2 separate regions of the Mus musculus genome follow, and region 1 is linked to region 2. A link is a contact called in public Hi-C data. All regions are on one chromosome and are shown on one strand. Each heading gives the region's core, a stretch centred on a gene start, on an enhancer-like site or on the middle of the called end of the contact. The rest is flanking DNA. Distances are from core to core; before and after follow the strand shown.

The links. Hi-C and Micro-C count contacts between places; a contact is called where the count stands out from the background.
Region 1: a contact with region 2 is called in a Hi-C map of CD8 T cells, with 6 times the contacts expected there. The contact joins two enhancer-like sites. A contact is called at or near these places in 15 of 39 promoter capture datasets (the 3T3-L1 cell line, the C10 cell line, the HPC-7 cell line and 9 more), 5 of 15 datasets of contacts at CTCF or cohesin (the NIH/3T3 cell line, embryonic stem cells, large pre-B cells and 2 more), 111 of 484 Hi-C or Micro-C datasets (the AML12 cell line, the AtT-20 cell line, B cells and 58 more), 7 of 115 datasets of contacts at active chromatin or transcription factors (T-cell acute lymphoblastic leukemia, astrocytes, bone marrow-derived dendritic cells and 3 more) and 3 of 9 other capture datasets (adipose tissue, embryonic stem cells and liver).

Annotation. Positions count from the first base shown.
Region 1 is chr9:14,693,561-14,700,540 of GRCm38.p6, forward strand. It overlaps the pseudogene Gm18997. Among named protein-coding and RNA genes, the nearest start is that of Gm10706, 7.4 kb to the right of the region's middle. Within about 2 kb of position 4,576, at least 43 of the 459 cell types and tissues checked have an H3K27ac peak or open chromatin away from gene starts, as enhancers often do. A contact at or near this core is called in CD8 T cells and Th2 cells, where this site is marked.
Region 2 is chr9:14,348,023-14,355,190 of GRCm38.p6, forward strand. Endod1 (endonuclease domain containing 1) reads right to left here. Exons shown (of 2, transcript NM_028013.3): 2 at 5,968-7,168. Among named protein-coding and RNA genes, the nearest start is that of Gm34156, 18 kb to the right of the region's middle. Within about 2 kb of position 4,524, at least 11 of the 459 cell types and tissues checked have an H3K27ac peak or open chromatin away from gene starts, as enhancers often do. A contact at or near this core is called in CD8 T cells and Th2 cells, where this site is marked.

The DNA.
Region 1 (6,980 bases), core at 3,326-5,825, 350 kb after region 2:
ATATGGATATTGTTTGGACTACTATGAGAAAAAGAGAAAGAAGGAAGGGAGGGAGGCCCATGATCTTTCAAAGAAGGCAAAAAAAAAAAATGGCCTGAAGGCTAAGCTCTACCATAAACAGTGCCATGCCAAGAAAATACAAATGAAAAAGACTAGTAAGGTGAATGAAAAGACAAACACCAAGCAGAAGGATGATGAGAAGACTCCACAGGGAACGGTCCCTGCCATCCCCGCCAATCTACTGGACAGAGAGAAAGCCAAGAGCAAAAGTATTTTCCAACATGGTTAAGCAGAAACAGAAAGAAAAGGTGAGAAAATGGGAGGCTCCTCTACCCAAAATTCGTGACCAAGGAGAAACAGAAGTATTGAAAGTTATTCAAACAAAAGAAAGAAAGAAAGAAAGAAAGAAAGAAAGAAAGAAAGAAAGAAAGAAAGAAAGAAAGAGGAAAAAGAAGAAAGAAGGCATGGAAAAGAATGGCTCCTAAAGTCTGCTCTGTTGGCGATGGCTTTACAAGAAAACCACCTAAGTATAAAGGGTTCATTAGACCAATGAGCCTATGTTTCCAACAAGCTACCTTTGTGTCCCAGTGCTCGGTGTGGAAAAGAACCCATCATCCCCATTATATACAACCCTGGGTGTGATCACCAAAGGTACAATTACTGAAGTGAATGTGAGCAAGTTGAGCCTTGTGACACAAGGAGGCAAGGTGATTTGGGAAAGTATGTCCAAGTTACCAACAATCCTGAGGTCGATGGGGGCACAAATGCGGTCTTGCTGGGTTGACAGTGATGGCATACAAGTTATTCCACTCAGTACTGAAGGCTGCACACTGTCAGGAAAACACCATCACTAGGATCTTTCTGAACCACCAAGCAGCCTTACCCCATGTGCAGTCATCAAGAAGTATTTATTAAATTGTAAAGGAAAATAAAACACTGCCAAATTTGAAGAAGAAGAAGAAGAAGAAGAAGAAGAAGAAGAAGAAGAAGAAGAAGAAGAAGAAGAAGAGGAGGAGGAGGAGGAGGAGGAGGAGGAGGAGGAGGAGGAGGAGGGGGAGGAGGAGGAGGGGGAGGAGGAGGAGGAGGAGGAAGAGGAGGAGGAGGAGGAGGAGGAGGAGAAGGGGAGGGGGGAGGGGGAGGGGGAGGAGGGAGAGGAGGAAGAAGGAGGAGAAGGAGCTCATGTTAAATCCTCCTTGTTCAGCTCTAAAGTGAGGGGACACTAAGCTTGTCTTTGTTGCTCAGACGGCCACTGATCAGGGCCAATAAGGTAAACAACCAGTTGGATGGTTTCTCTGATTCTATTTGCCTAGCACTGCTCACTGCTGAGTGGAGGCTTTGCAGCCTAAGTGTATAAAATAGCTTTGTTCGCTCTTTTTCTTCCTCTCAATGAGTTCAACTATGAAGATGGTTACAGGGGGCTGGAGAGATGATTCAGCCATTAAGAAAGTTGGTTGTTCTTGAACAAATAAACTTGAGTTCAATTTCCAGTTTTCATTTGGCAGCTCACTCAATATGGTAACATCTGGTACCCTCTTCTGGCCTCTTCTGGTGCCAGACAAGCATGTGGTGGACAAAAGCACATGCAGGCAAAACACCTGTACATATTATAATAAATTAAAAGATACATACACAAAACTTTATTTTCTAATCAGGGATAGCATTATTATCTCTAGTCTCCTTCTAACAACATCAAAATTTCCTCCAAATGTGCTGTTTCTTTTGCCATGTTGATGGATAACCATCGATTAACAGCCGATACAATTTAGCTTTGCCAAGCCAGTACTGTCTTCTTTACTCAAGTGGTTCCTTTCTGTGGACCTCTCTTCTATCTCACAGAACTGCACTCTTTAGACAGTTTTCCAACAACCAAGAAGAGAGCCTTTGTCATACTTGCAGTTTTGAATTGCTCATTCTTGAAAGACATAGCTTTACACAGAATACTTGCCTCATAGGTCTTTTCTCCTAGAGGTTAAAGCTGCTTTGTGCCTTTTTGCTACCTAAGGTCTTGAGCACTTCCTCTGCAGTCTGAGTGTGGTGCTCCATGTGTATTCAAATGCTTGGTCTCCAGTTGGTGAAGCTATTGGAAGGATTAGGAGCTGCAGTGGGGTTGAAGGAGGTGTGTCACTGGCGCAGCCTTTGAGCCACTCCCAGATAATGTTCTCTCCGCTTCCTGTTTATGGACCAAGATGTGAGCACTCACCTGTCTCTGATACAGTGTCTTTGCCTTGCCATCATGAACTCTAACCTGAAACTGTAAACACTTTTCTGAGTAAGTCCACCCTGGTCATGATGTCTCATCAGAGAGATGGAAAAGAAAGCAAGGCAATGCACTCTTAATTTTTCAGGGACCATATATTCTAAAGTTAGAACACTCTTAGGTGTTGCTTTTTGAGCTTGCTTCTACTTTTGCCACTTTCTCTGAAATTTCTAAGGCATGTGTGTCTGACATTGTCTCTGATTGCACCCCGGGTGACACCTGAAAGTCAGCCTTCTCCCTCTGAACCTAAAGGAGTCCATGATCACTTGAATACACAAACTTTAAATGCATGTGGCTTAAATACCACCACAACATTTGAAAGCACACAGCAAATTGAAAACAGAGAGATGGTTTTTCTAAAGGCTTCATATACGTTGATTTTAAAAACAAACAAAAATGCAAATGACCAGTTAACTTCAATTTGTATTTACTTACTAATCCAATAAACACATGAAAGTAATGCCAGTAACAAAAGCCATCCTTTTTGGCTTGGTGGAATATGCAAATTCTACCATAGTACCATCCTGGGAGCACAGTACCTGTGGCATTTTAGGGAGAAGCTGGCAATGTATATTAACAGCTTCTAATGTATTCAATGTGTAGTATAGTACCAGCCTCTAGTGTATTAGCATACATACATATGAGAATAGCTGGAGCCATGACTCAGGACTTGAGAGCTCTGGCTACTTTTGCCCGGGACCAAGGTTCAGTTCCCACCACCTACACAGCAGCTCACAAACATCTGTAATTCCAGTTCCAGGAAATCCAATGTCCTCTTCTGGCCTCTGTGGGCATTGCACACACATGGTGCACAGATGTATGTGCAGGTAAGACAAATCACACATAAAGCAATATTAATAATAAAGATTAATTTTTTAAGTATTATAACTTTTTGACTTGGTAATTTGTCTTTTAGAGTCCTAATCTAAGGAAGCCATCCCAAATCACATGGAGAGAAAAACTGTATGCCATGTTCCCATAGCAAGAAATAACTTAAAATACAACAAAAACAGAGAAAAGTATTTGTTACATTTACACAGTAAGTTATTAGTCACTAAAACATGCCTACGGAAAATCTGCAATCAAATAGAAAACTATACATACTATGACTTTATTTTGATAACAAAGTTTACAAAACTACATGTGCAGTATACCTAAGGGAGTGAAGTCCAAGTGTTGACCATGTTCACTGGCTAATACCAATGTTGGGGACTTTTTTTCTACTGTTTTTTTTTTCCACATGTTGTATAATGTCCATCTATAATTTTCATAATTAAAGGCTAATGGTTACACAAACAAATCAAAACTTCAATACAAAGTACATAGGAAGGGTCTCTATCTTCTCTTTTATCTACTCTTTATCCTTTCTTCATTAGAAATGAGTCTTCTCTTCACCCTTCCAGAAACAGCGGCCGGCTTGTTCTTGGCCGGTGTGCACTGGGTCAAATCGGTGTGCCAAGCACAGGTTAATATGAGCAACAGAACCCTGACATTTGACAATAAGCTTCAAGAGCAGATGACATTTCGTGTTTGGGATCTTGAAGTGAGCTAAGATTTATGAGTCAATTTTCCCATGGGAAATTGCTAAATTAATTCCCTGCAGTTAGAAGGTTATGGCATCCCATGGTAGAATGTTTCTTTTAGATTTCGTGTTTTGATTAGTAGGCATTTTAAGACTAAAAGTGCTTTTTATTAAAAAAACAAGATTGGCATCACAAAGAGAATTGGGTCTCCCAAGCAGTAGACAGGAAGACAGAAACATGTCAGGGAATCAATGGGGTGGGGCCATAGGAAGAAGAGGTGGAAGAGAGCCTGGGCAAGCACCCAGCTGCCACCAGTAAAAGGGGACAGGAAAGAAGGAGGAGCGGTAGACAGAGCCAGAAATTCTAGCACATCTCTGAGATAGACTTGGCCACGTTCAAGAGTACTCAAGGCCGCGAGATGGCGGAGTCTTCCGCTGGGAAGAAATGGTCCGAGTCTACAGCCTCTGTTCTGTGCCACATGGAAGGAGCCACAGTCACGATGTCGCTTTGTCATCTTCATTCCTCCCAAAGGTTTTAAATAGAAAATGAGACACGATTACTGCACCTCCATGGCACCCACAGGAATGTATTTAAAGTATGTTTTCTTCCACATCCTTCCAATCCCCCATGAAGGTGAAATTCTTTGCAACCCTGTGTTTAAGCCACGTTCATGTGTGCTGTAACCTTCCTTCCCAGCTGGTGGCGCTATTGTACAGGGTTGTGGAACCTTTAGGAGGCAGGGCTTAGCTGAAGGAAGTGGGTTGCTGGCGAGCTAGGACTTCCTGTCCTGTCTCTGCCTCTGAGCCATGGGTACAGAAGAGAGCCACCAGCCTCTCCAGACACTACAGTTGAATGCCTCCCCATCCAAGACACCCTGATCCCCTCAACTGTGAGCCAAAATAAACCGGTCCTCTCTTTAGTTGCTTAGTGCCACACATTTGGTCACAGCAATGAGAAAAGAAACTGATAAGTATCTAGAAAAAAAAGTGGCACTTTAAGCAGAGTTATGAGATTTGAGTCTAGCACAGTGCCTGGCATACAAGTGTGCTGACTAAAATGTGTCATCCGTTCACTGATCATCTGATCTTATTATGTGGTTCTCCTTACTAAAGCCAGCTACATTATCTTTGACGTCTACCGCTCTTACAATAATTCTACACAACGGGCATAGGGATTTTTATAAGATCTGAGGCTCAGGGTGACTAATTAACTCAAGGTCTCATGGCTGCCAAGTGGAAGTTCTAGGACTCAAACCCAGTGCTGCGCTGAAGCTGGCTGCATGTTTCTTTTCTCTTTACAACCAGCAGCTTTGATGAGATGCTAGTTAACTTAGGTGACGGTCACAGCAGGAGAGCCAGAATGGGGCTTATTGTAGCAACTGCCTGAAGCCTGGTAGCATTACTGGGATGTGGCACTTTTAAAACCTGGCGTTAAAAACATTTAGATGCTTAGGCTTCATCCATGATCAATGAAATCACTATGTGTGTGTGTGTGTGTGTGTGTGTGTGTGTGTGCGCGCGCGCGGGGGGGGGGGGTGATGGTAGCTAAATGGTAGAACAATTGCCTGACACATTTGAGGCCCTGAGTTTGACCCCCAACACTGAAGGAACAGAACAAAAAGCTGTTTCTGTGGTAAGGTCTGTCTCCCGCAGTGTAGACCACTCCTCCTCATGGTGAAGACAGTGTAAGAGAGTAAGAGGAGCCTACACAACGCCCAGCCTGTTGGAATCTGAATTTAAGCACAGATTTCATAATCCTATGCTGCTCTCTGGAGTTAACTCAAAGTTGATTCTCTAAGCATTGCAGCTCCCAGCACAGTAAAGGACAGTGTACATGCGCCCTCTGGTGGATCTATTCAGAAAGGCACCCTCGACAGGGGCAAAGCTGGTTAGACAAGGGACATAGACTTCATGCACACTGATTAATACAAGGCATCTGGTTAGATAGGCCTCTAGCCCACCCGTGCTGGTTCGTTTAATCAAGTCAACACAAACTCGAGTCACCTGGGAATCAGAAACTTCAAATAAGGAATTACCTCACCCGATTAGCCTGTGGGCAAGTCCGTGTTTTCTTGATTAATGATAAGATGTGAAGGTGACTAGTCCACTGCGAGCAGTGCCACCCCTGGACAGATGGACCTGGGCTGCATTCAAGGAAGCTGAGAAACAAGCAGCAGCCCTCCGTGGTTCCTGTTCCTGCTCCTGCTCCTGCTCCTGCTCCTGCTCCTGCTCCTGCTCCTGCTCCTGCTCCTGCTCCTGCTCCTGCTCCTGCTCCTGCTCCTGCTCCTCCTCCTGCTCCTGCTCCTCCTCCTGCTCCTGCTCCTGCTCTGTGGTTCCTGCTCCTGCTCCTGTTGAGTTCCTGCCTTGATTTCTGTCAGTGATGGAGTGTGATCAGGACATGTCACCCGACGCCTTTCTTTCCCAAGTTGCTTTCACTCATGGTGTTCATCACAACAGACAGCAAACTCGGGCAACCTTAAAAGCTTGACAGAAGGACACTATGACACAGATTGCCATTGCCTTGTGTCTCTGAGGACTCCTGTATATGACCCCAGCTTCCTCAGGAGGAGCTCACACATGAAATCCCTGCAAGGTTTTCTCAGTTTTTCAATACCGTGCATTAAGGCAGGAGAGAGTTGTGGCTTCTCTCTCAAGTCCGTTTGCATGACATGTTAATCTCATCAACTCTGGCTAATCTTGTGACTAATCCATAATTTTATCAGTTGCCAAGTGTTCAATACAGTCTAGTCATACAGCTGTGGATATTAAATGTGAATGCCAGGCTTGACAGTGGTCTGACCAGAGCTCCCCAACACAACTCAGGAAAAAGTTTTGGCCTTGTGTGGTAGTGCTTACCTGCATAGTGCCAGTACTCAGGAGCTGAGGCAGGGGTACTGTTACAGGTTTTAGAGCAGCCTGGATTCCATGACAAGACTGTCTCAAGACAGAGAAAGGAGAAGGTAGGAGAGGAAAGGAGGGAGGGAAGAAGGAAGAAGGGGAAAAGAACAACAAACGAATGTTTTTAGTGCAATGTGACAATACTGCTGCCTGGTGTCCCTCAGGTACCTGGCTCCTCCTCAAGAAGGCCTCAAGAAGACCTGCATGCACACACATGCATGCACACACACACACACGCACACAACTTCCTATGACCTTACACCATGGGAAGATTTTGGAAATAGTCTTTCCTTCTTCAAAACT
Region 2 (7,168 bases), core at 3,274-5,773:
GGCCAATGACATATACACACATACATACACACACACACTCACACACATACACATGCACACATACATACATACATACACACACGCACGCGCACACACACACGCATACACAGACACACACAGATACACACACACATGTGCACACATTCACACACTCACACACACACTCACACACACACATACACACACACACTCTCTCACACACACACTCACACACACTCATACACACTATTGTGTGGAGTTCAGAAAAACAACATCAGAGAAACTCAATGGCAGCCTCCTTGGGTTTCCAGCTGACACCATGTTTTTAACAGGCCAGGGATCTCAGAAGCAGGTGAAACCAGTTATTACAAAAGCCTCACAAGTTCATGTTGCAGTCACAGAAGCCGTGTCTGCAACAGCTGCTGAGGTTGCCAGGCTATCAGTTCCACACAAAGAGCTGAGCTTCATAGTTTCTTTAAATTATCTCTAAAACAATCTCATAGATGGTATCAAACAAACATCGGGGTTAAAAACTTTTTGTATTGTTTTATTTTATGTGTATTAGAAAGGGTTTTGTGTGCATGGATAGGAGCACCATGTGTGAAGTTCTTCTGGAGACCAGAAGAGGGCACCAGATCCCCAAAACTGATGTCATGGCCAGGCGGAGCTGCCTATGGGTGCTGGGTCTCTAACTCGGGTCCTCTGGAAGCACATGTCTCAACAACTGAGACATCTCTTTCGCCTAAATTAGAATTTCTAATTTTAAATGACAATCATAAATATCTGTGACATATTTAGATTTATTGTTTTGTCTGGATTTTTCTTTTGAGTTGCAGAGAGTAGGCAGAACACACGCCATGTGAGTCTGGGCCCGTCGCCACCTCCCTGAGTCACCTAGAACAAGCTCAGGGTTCTTGCTTAGGAGCATCTCTCTGATCACAAAGCAGAGCTCTTCTCCTCTACCCTCTCTATTTGAAAGTGTTTTATCACTGCTTTTATTAATATCTCTAGGGAAGACTGCAATTACAGTTAGCACAAAACAGACTTTTTTTTTAACCAGCGTGCTACAATTTATGTAATTAACAATGTATTTGTATTATGAGGGGGACTCAATTTGTTTAATCATCTTCAAAGAGTACATTGCCCTATACATCACCAAACCTTTTACTAGGCAGGAAGACAGAAAAGTTGGCATTATAAAAAAATGTTCTTATAGAGAAAGAGTAAAATATTTCTTCTGGAATGTAGGGGAGAGTTCTAAGAATTTAGAGGTGAACGGTGCCTTAGAGATGCCTGGAACTCCGCCTTGGGGAGACTGGGAGCAGTATGTGCTTTGCTTTGGAGAAGACAGGATGGGATATGACAATCCCAGAAGCTGTAGGACAAGCCCTAGACACCAGGGGCTTCTGTGGTTTGCGTGTGGAGGGTGAATACAGAGCTGGGCACGGAGATGAACAAACGCATATAGAATCTGCCTCAGAGGCTGGAAGTAGATCCCAGCTAGAGATGGACTGTAGGTGCTAGGACATCGAGGACTTGCATAAGCAACAGAGTTGGCAGGAAGCTCAGGAGGTAAGCATTGCCTGCCAGAGCAGTAGAAAGTTCACCAAGGCCCTGGCCAAAGGGGAAAGCTGTGCTTCCATCAGAGAGAGTAATCCTTCATGACTGCAAGTGGCTCCTCCTTTTAAAGCAGAAGTGGGGGAACCCTGTGCTTTGTCTAAAGCTCGTCTTCTCAGCCTCTGCTTAGCCCCTTGAAGGCAATGCTTGTAGGTTCCCTGGCCATCCATGACACTTACACAGCTGGCCAGGGGCTGAGCCCTCCCATCCTCCACACAGAAAACAGTTTCCCATGGTACCCTTATCCACTTCTAATGGAAGTGGGAGAGACGGGGCTCTGCAGTGCATCTCCAGATTTCTATAGTTACTTGTTTTATAGCCCATGGATCAGATTATCCACCTATCCCTTCATCTTCAACTTGACTCTGTCCGGGACCCAATAGCTTGACTCTGGAATGGTTTTGTTTGGGTTGTCTTTTCTTCTTCCTTTTTATGAACTTGCATGTGCTATGAACCCAAGCAGTTATTTATCAAATGAATGTGGAATCTTTTCAGTGATATAGTTGCTTTTGAGTCACTCCTGCTCCTTGAGCATGCCCCCATCTGTATCCCTTCCAGTAACTCCAGGAAAGCCATTGCTTCACCAAGGGGAACTTTGGTCTACCATGCTTCCTGATCTCAATTCCCACATTGATCTTGAGACTCTCAAGAACATCATTTGTTTTGAAAACCCCATCACAATCTACTCTTCAAGTAAAACAGAAATAAAAATAAACAACTGAGATCTAAGTCTCTGGATTCTTAGCAGCACCCTGACTTTGGGATTGAGTAAAAATGTCTGCAGTTGGCATTGAATAATTTATTAAAATACTGAATGGAGAGATGTTCCCTGGTAAGAGAATGCTTAGTGGCATTCAGTGTGAGTTCTGGTGTGGACAGGTTCGTCAAGACCCAAGTCCACTTCCTTCCTGTGTGGCCTTGGATGAAGTATGTGAGCTCATTAAGGACACAAGCCCGGCGTCTTTATAGAAGCCAAGTATGGTGGGCACACACGTTCCTGACACTAAGGGCATAATGTCTAGGACTAGATGCCATGTTGGTGGAAACTATGCTATGATTGCTGAAGAGAGCAAAATGCAGTCTCTAGAGAGGCAGATCAGTATTTCCACACTTAGGAAATACATTATGCCTTCTCACTGTTCACAACGAGCCGAGATACCACCAACATCCACTCCCTTCCACTGTGCCAACTGTAAAGCATCTGCAAGGAGATTTGGCACCTGCTTAGTGTATTAGCAAAGAAAGTCAGGTATGGACAGAGAGATTGAAACGGACAAGGAAAGAGGGGTGAGATGATTGGGTTTTAGTGGCACTGGGCTAAGGCTGCAGAGTTGTAAATACTCAAAGCAAACTGCAGACTTCCCCTTTTTCTCCATCCTACAGCATCCACACTTGTACATCTCAGTGACTGTCTTGCCTTGGCCTCACCATAGCTTTTTAACTCTTTTTCTGCTGGACCATGTCTATATAGCTTGGTCTGTGTATCGTATGCTCACACTTGGAGTACAGCATAGCAGTGTGGGGAGCCAGCTCATCAGTAGAAGCTGGGGGTGAGAGGGACAAGGACAAACCCTTGCCCAAGACTGATTTCAAAGGATCACACTAGCAGCAAAAAGCCACTGAAATGAGCAAACCTCACAAGTCACGGGACACCCTGCCCCCCTCAGAAGTCCAGCTATGTAACGTGTACCCACACAGCACCGGGTGTGGCTACAGTGGCTCTGTCCACTTGTCTCTCTCAGGTCATCCACACAGAGTGTTCTTATTTATCGAGTTTTCTCACGTTTAAAGACCAATTTCCTGCTCTTAGAAGGCCCCTCACTTTGGTCCCAGCACTCATAACCCAGAGCTTCCCTTGAGTCAGAAACATTCTGGGTTAAAAAATGGTGACCTAAGGTAGGAACCGCCCGACACTCAGTAAAGAATCCCAGAACAGCACTTACCTACTGAGGATCTCCTGTGTGGGAAAACAGTTTCCAGCCCAGGGGAAGATTTCATGAGACCACTGATGGTCTGGACACACTGTTTTAACACTCCTCAGACTGCGCAATCTACAGGAAGAGCCAAGAGGTGAGATGTCCTGCAATGCTTCAGGCTGCTGGGTGGGGTACTATCTGGGAGCAAGGAACATGAGCAGTTTCTTAAATGCCTTCTGGCTAACTACACCAGTAACCCATATTGCACAAGTATGCCAAGAAAGAATAATAGTAGGGCTCTAAGGAGCCCTCCTGCTTAGTGTCTCTTCTTGCTTACAAATGCAGCAGTAGCTTTCTTTTACTCACAAGAAGGAAACTCAATCTCTGGGGTTCCAGGATGCTCCCATTCCTGCTTCATTGCTGGACAAAGTGAACAGGAGACACCTGGAGAATCTACAACCTGCAAATAAGTTAGGGAGACCATGCCCTTGCTTGCGACCTCCAGCAGAGTCACCAGGAGCTGCTGTCTGGTGCTGGGAACTGGCCATGCTGCCCCAGGGTTTGCCAGCTTGCCAGACATGAGGCACTGTTGTGGTTTGAATATGCTTGGCCCAGTGAATAGCACTATTAGGAGGTGTGGCCTTGCTGCGACCTACCAAGCAAGGTGAATGAATTCATCTGTGGGTCATTCTTATCTAAGAGGCTGATGAACACAGCTTGTTTGCTTATAGTGAGGACCACCACTTTCTGGTAGCTAAGATGTGTCCACTTGCATGGTTCCTCTTACCTAAGTAAAAGTCCAGAGAAGCCACAGCTGTCATAAAATTCTAGATTCCATGAGACAAGAAGCCTGAAGGGAAACTGCCTGTCAAAGCCAGACACCAGAAAGTCTCTTGCCTCCCTTCCTAAACATGGCTGCAAATGCAGGTCTCTGTTTTCTTATTTGTCTGTACAGACTCCAGCCTGCTCTTTCACAGACACCAGCGAGGCACTCTAGCCTCTGCTTTCTGTTTCACATTGACTCCCTTACTATACTTTAACTTGGCCCTTTCAGCTTTGATCTAGAAACATTATGATCTTTACAGAAACTCCAAGTCAAAGTCAGATGTCTGTCTGTCTTTCAGGTAAGGAAGCAGAGCTAAGCAACTTTTGCACATAAGTTAGTGAGCCAGGCCTGACTGTCACCTGGACTACAGAGCAAGATTGTCCTCCAGGAATGACCTCCTTCCCTCCAGGGAGCATCTCATGTTGAAACCCTGAACTGACACTAGTGGTCACGAGCAGGTTGCTGGTTTGCAGTGTGTCCTTTAGAGGTAAAATGATGGTCTTAGGAAAAGAGGAACATAGATAGCCAATGAGAACTCAGAATGCGGATGAATAATTCCATTTATAGTGTAGCACTGTGTAAAACATGTGTGATGTGTTAAATAGGGTACTCAACACATGGCACACACACAGTTCATGGCTTTACTCTAAGGTGCGTCTCACAACAGGCCACAGGGGATCACCATGTCCTCCACAGGCTGCCTTTTCTGAACTGTGTGAGTTTCCTCATGATAAACAAATAGGAACATTTCTGTAATTGTCTATGTGATTCAGATTCCGTGAAGCAACTAGACCTTTGTTCATATTTATGAAGAATACGAATAGTAGTTCTAAATCCTACTCACTGATCAGAGTTTCTATTTCCTCACATATAGCTCAGGAAATTTTAATAAACAATAGCAAATTGAAAATTTCAGGAGCTGATTTGAATCAAAAAGAAAATAAATGGGCTGGGGGAGATGGCATAGTGGGTAAGGAAGGGCTTGCTGCACAAGCTTGAAGACATGAGTTCAGATCTCCAGCACTGTCCCTGCACACACACACACACACACACACACACACACACACACACACACCTATAATGTCAGAGCCAGGGAAGTGGAGACAAGCAGATCCCCAGAACTCAGTGGCAGTGCTAATCAGTTGGTGGGCTCCTGGTTCAATAAAATACCCTGTATCAAAAAAAAAAAAAAAAAAAAAAAAAACAAGGTGGAGTTCAACAGAGGAAGGCAGCTGGCCTCAACCTCTGGCCTCCATGCAAACACACGTATGTATACATACCCACAAGCAGGGAGAGAGAAGAAGAAATGGACATGGTATGTAACTCAGTAGTAGGGGCCTCTCCTAGCATTCGCTATGTTTACTCTCCAGCTTCACAAAGAAAAAGAAAGAAAGGAAGAGGGAGGTAGTCACAGATATCCCCAAACCTCATTTCAAGCATTCACATGCCCCCTACCAGCTCCCCCATATAGCCCACAGAACCAGTGACTGTCAGCAGTGACTCCCATATAGCCCACAGAACCAATGACTGTCAGCAGTGACTCCCATATAGCCCACAGAACCAGTGACTGTCAGCAGTGACTCCCATATAGCCCACAGAACCAGTGACTGTCAGCAGTGACTCCCATATAGCCCACAGAACCAGTGACTGTCAGCAGCGACTTTATTGAGCATCTGCAAGGTGCACAGCACTGTACATAGTTACGGTCAACATGGTTTTGTCTCACGCTCATTAAAGTGTTCATCTTCCTGATCTTGCAGGTTTTCTTCCTGTGCTGCAGGAAACGGGTCAAATACTCTCCGTGTGGTGCTTGCTATGATCAAAGCATGATCAAAGCACGGATCGTGCCATGTTTTTTCCTACCATGCTGGAAACTCCTTATAGATGGAGCACTTTCCACCTCTGCAACCTTGATGACCGAATGCATGTTGCTAGGTAAATGGATGAAGAAGAGCAGAGGGAGCTTCCTTGGGCTTCCTTCCATTCCCTAGTTTGCGCTGGGTGGAAAAGGCACTAAGGGAGAGCGGCGTGTCTGAGAACATGGCTGGCACAGGCTAGAAAAGCAGCTCCACAAATGACAAAGTTGGCCAACGTCCCCAAGGGCCTGAGAAGAGAATGAAGCCACAGCAAAAACTCCAAGCTGAAGACAGGGTTCAACTTCCTAAACCTCCATGTCAGAAGCCTAAGTAGCCTTTTGGGGATGGGCCATCAGCCCAGAGATCTGGAAGGACTTTAAAAACAAATACAGCTAGTTCCAGTGAACCAGAGGCCCTGCCAACAAGAAACTCCAGAATGAAGGGTCTCGGCCCTCTAACCTGAAGGATATATTTTTGTCTGTTTGTTTTGTTTTGTTTTGTTTGAAACATTTGCCTTATTATCCTTTCCCATATTAAAAAAAAAAAGTCACACAAAAATAAATAACCAGACAGCTGAATATGGCAGCAGGGGGTTGGGTGGAGTGTTTCCAAATGATTCCTTATAAGGGGTTTGTGCACAATGAGTGCCCTCCTAGGGCCTCTCAGAATGCAAATTATTCACTGAAAGGGGAAGGGGGCTTCGCTGAGATGCAGTCAGCACAATGTCTCCTGTGAATACCTGGCATTTCGTTAACCATGCCACATCCAGTTGATACAGAGCCTGTCGTCTTGATGGTGATAAAATGCTAGTTACACCCAGGGAGGCACACCCTGGTGTGATGGGGTGTCCTAGCTCACCATGACTGGCTTCCATTAGCCTGCGAGCAAGGTCAATACAGCCTCCTTGTGCCTCTGCGTGGGACTCATCAGTGCCAGGGCAAGCCTCACCCTCCCATTGACAGAGGAAAGTCATA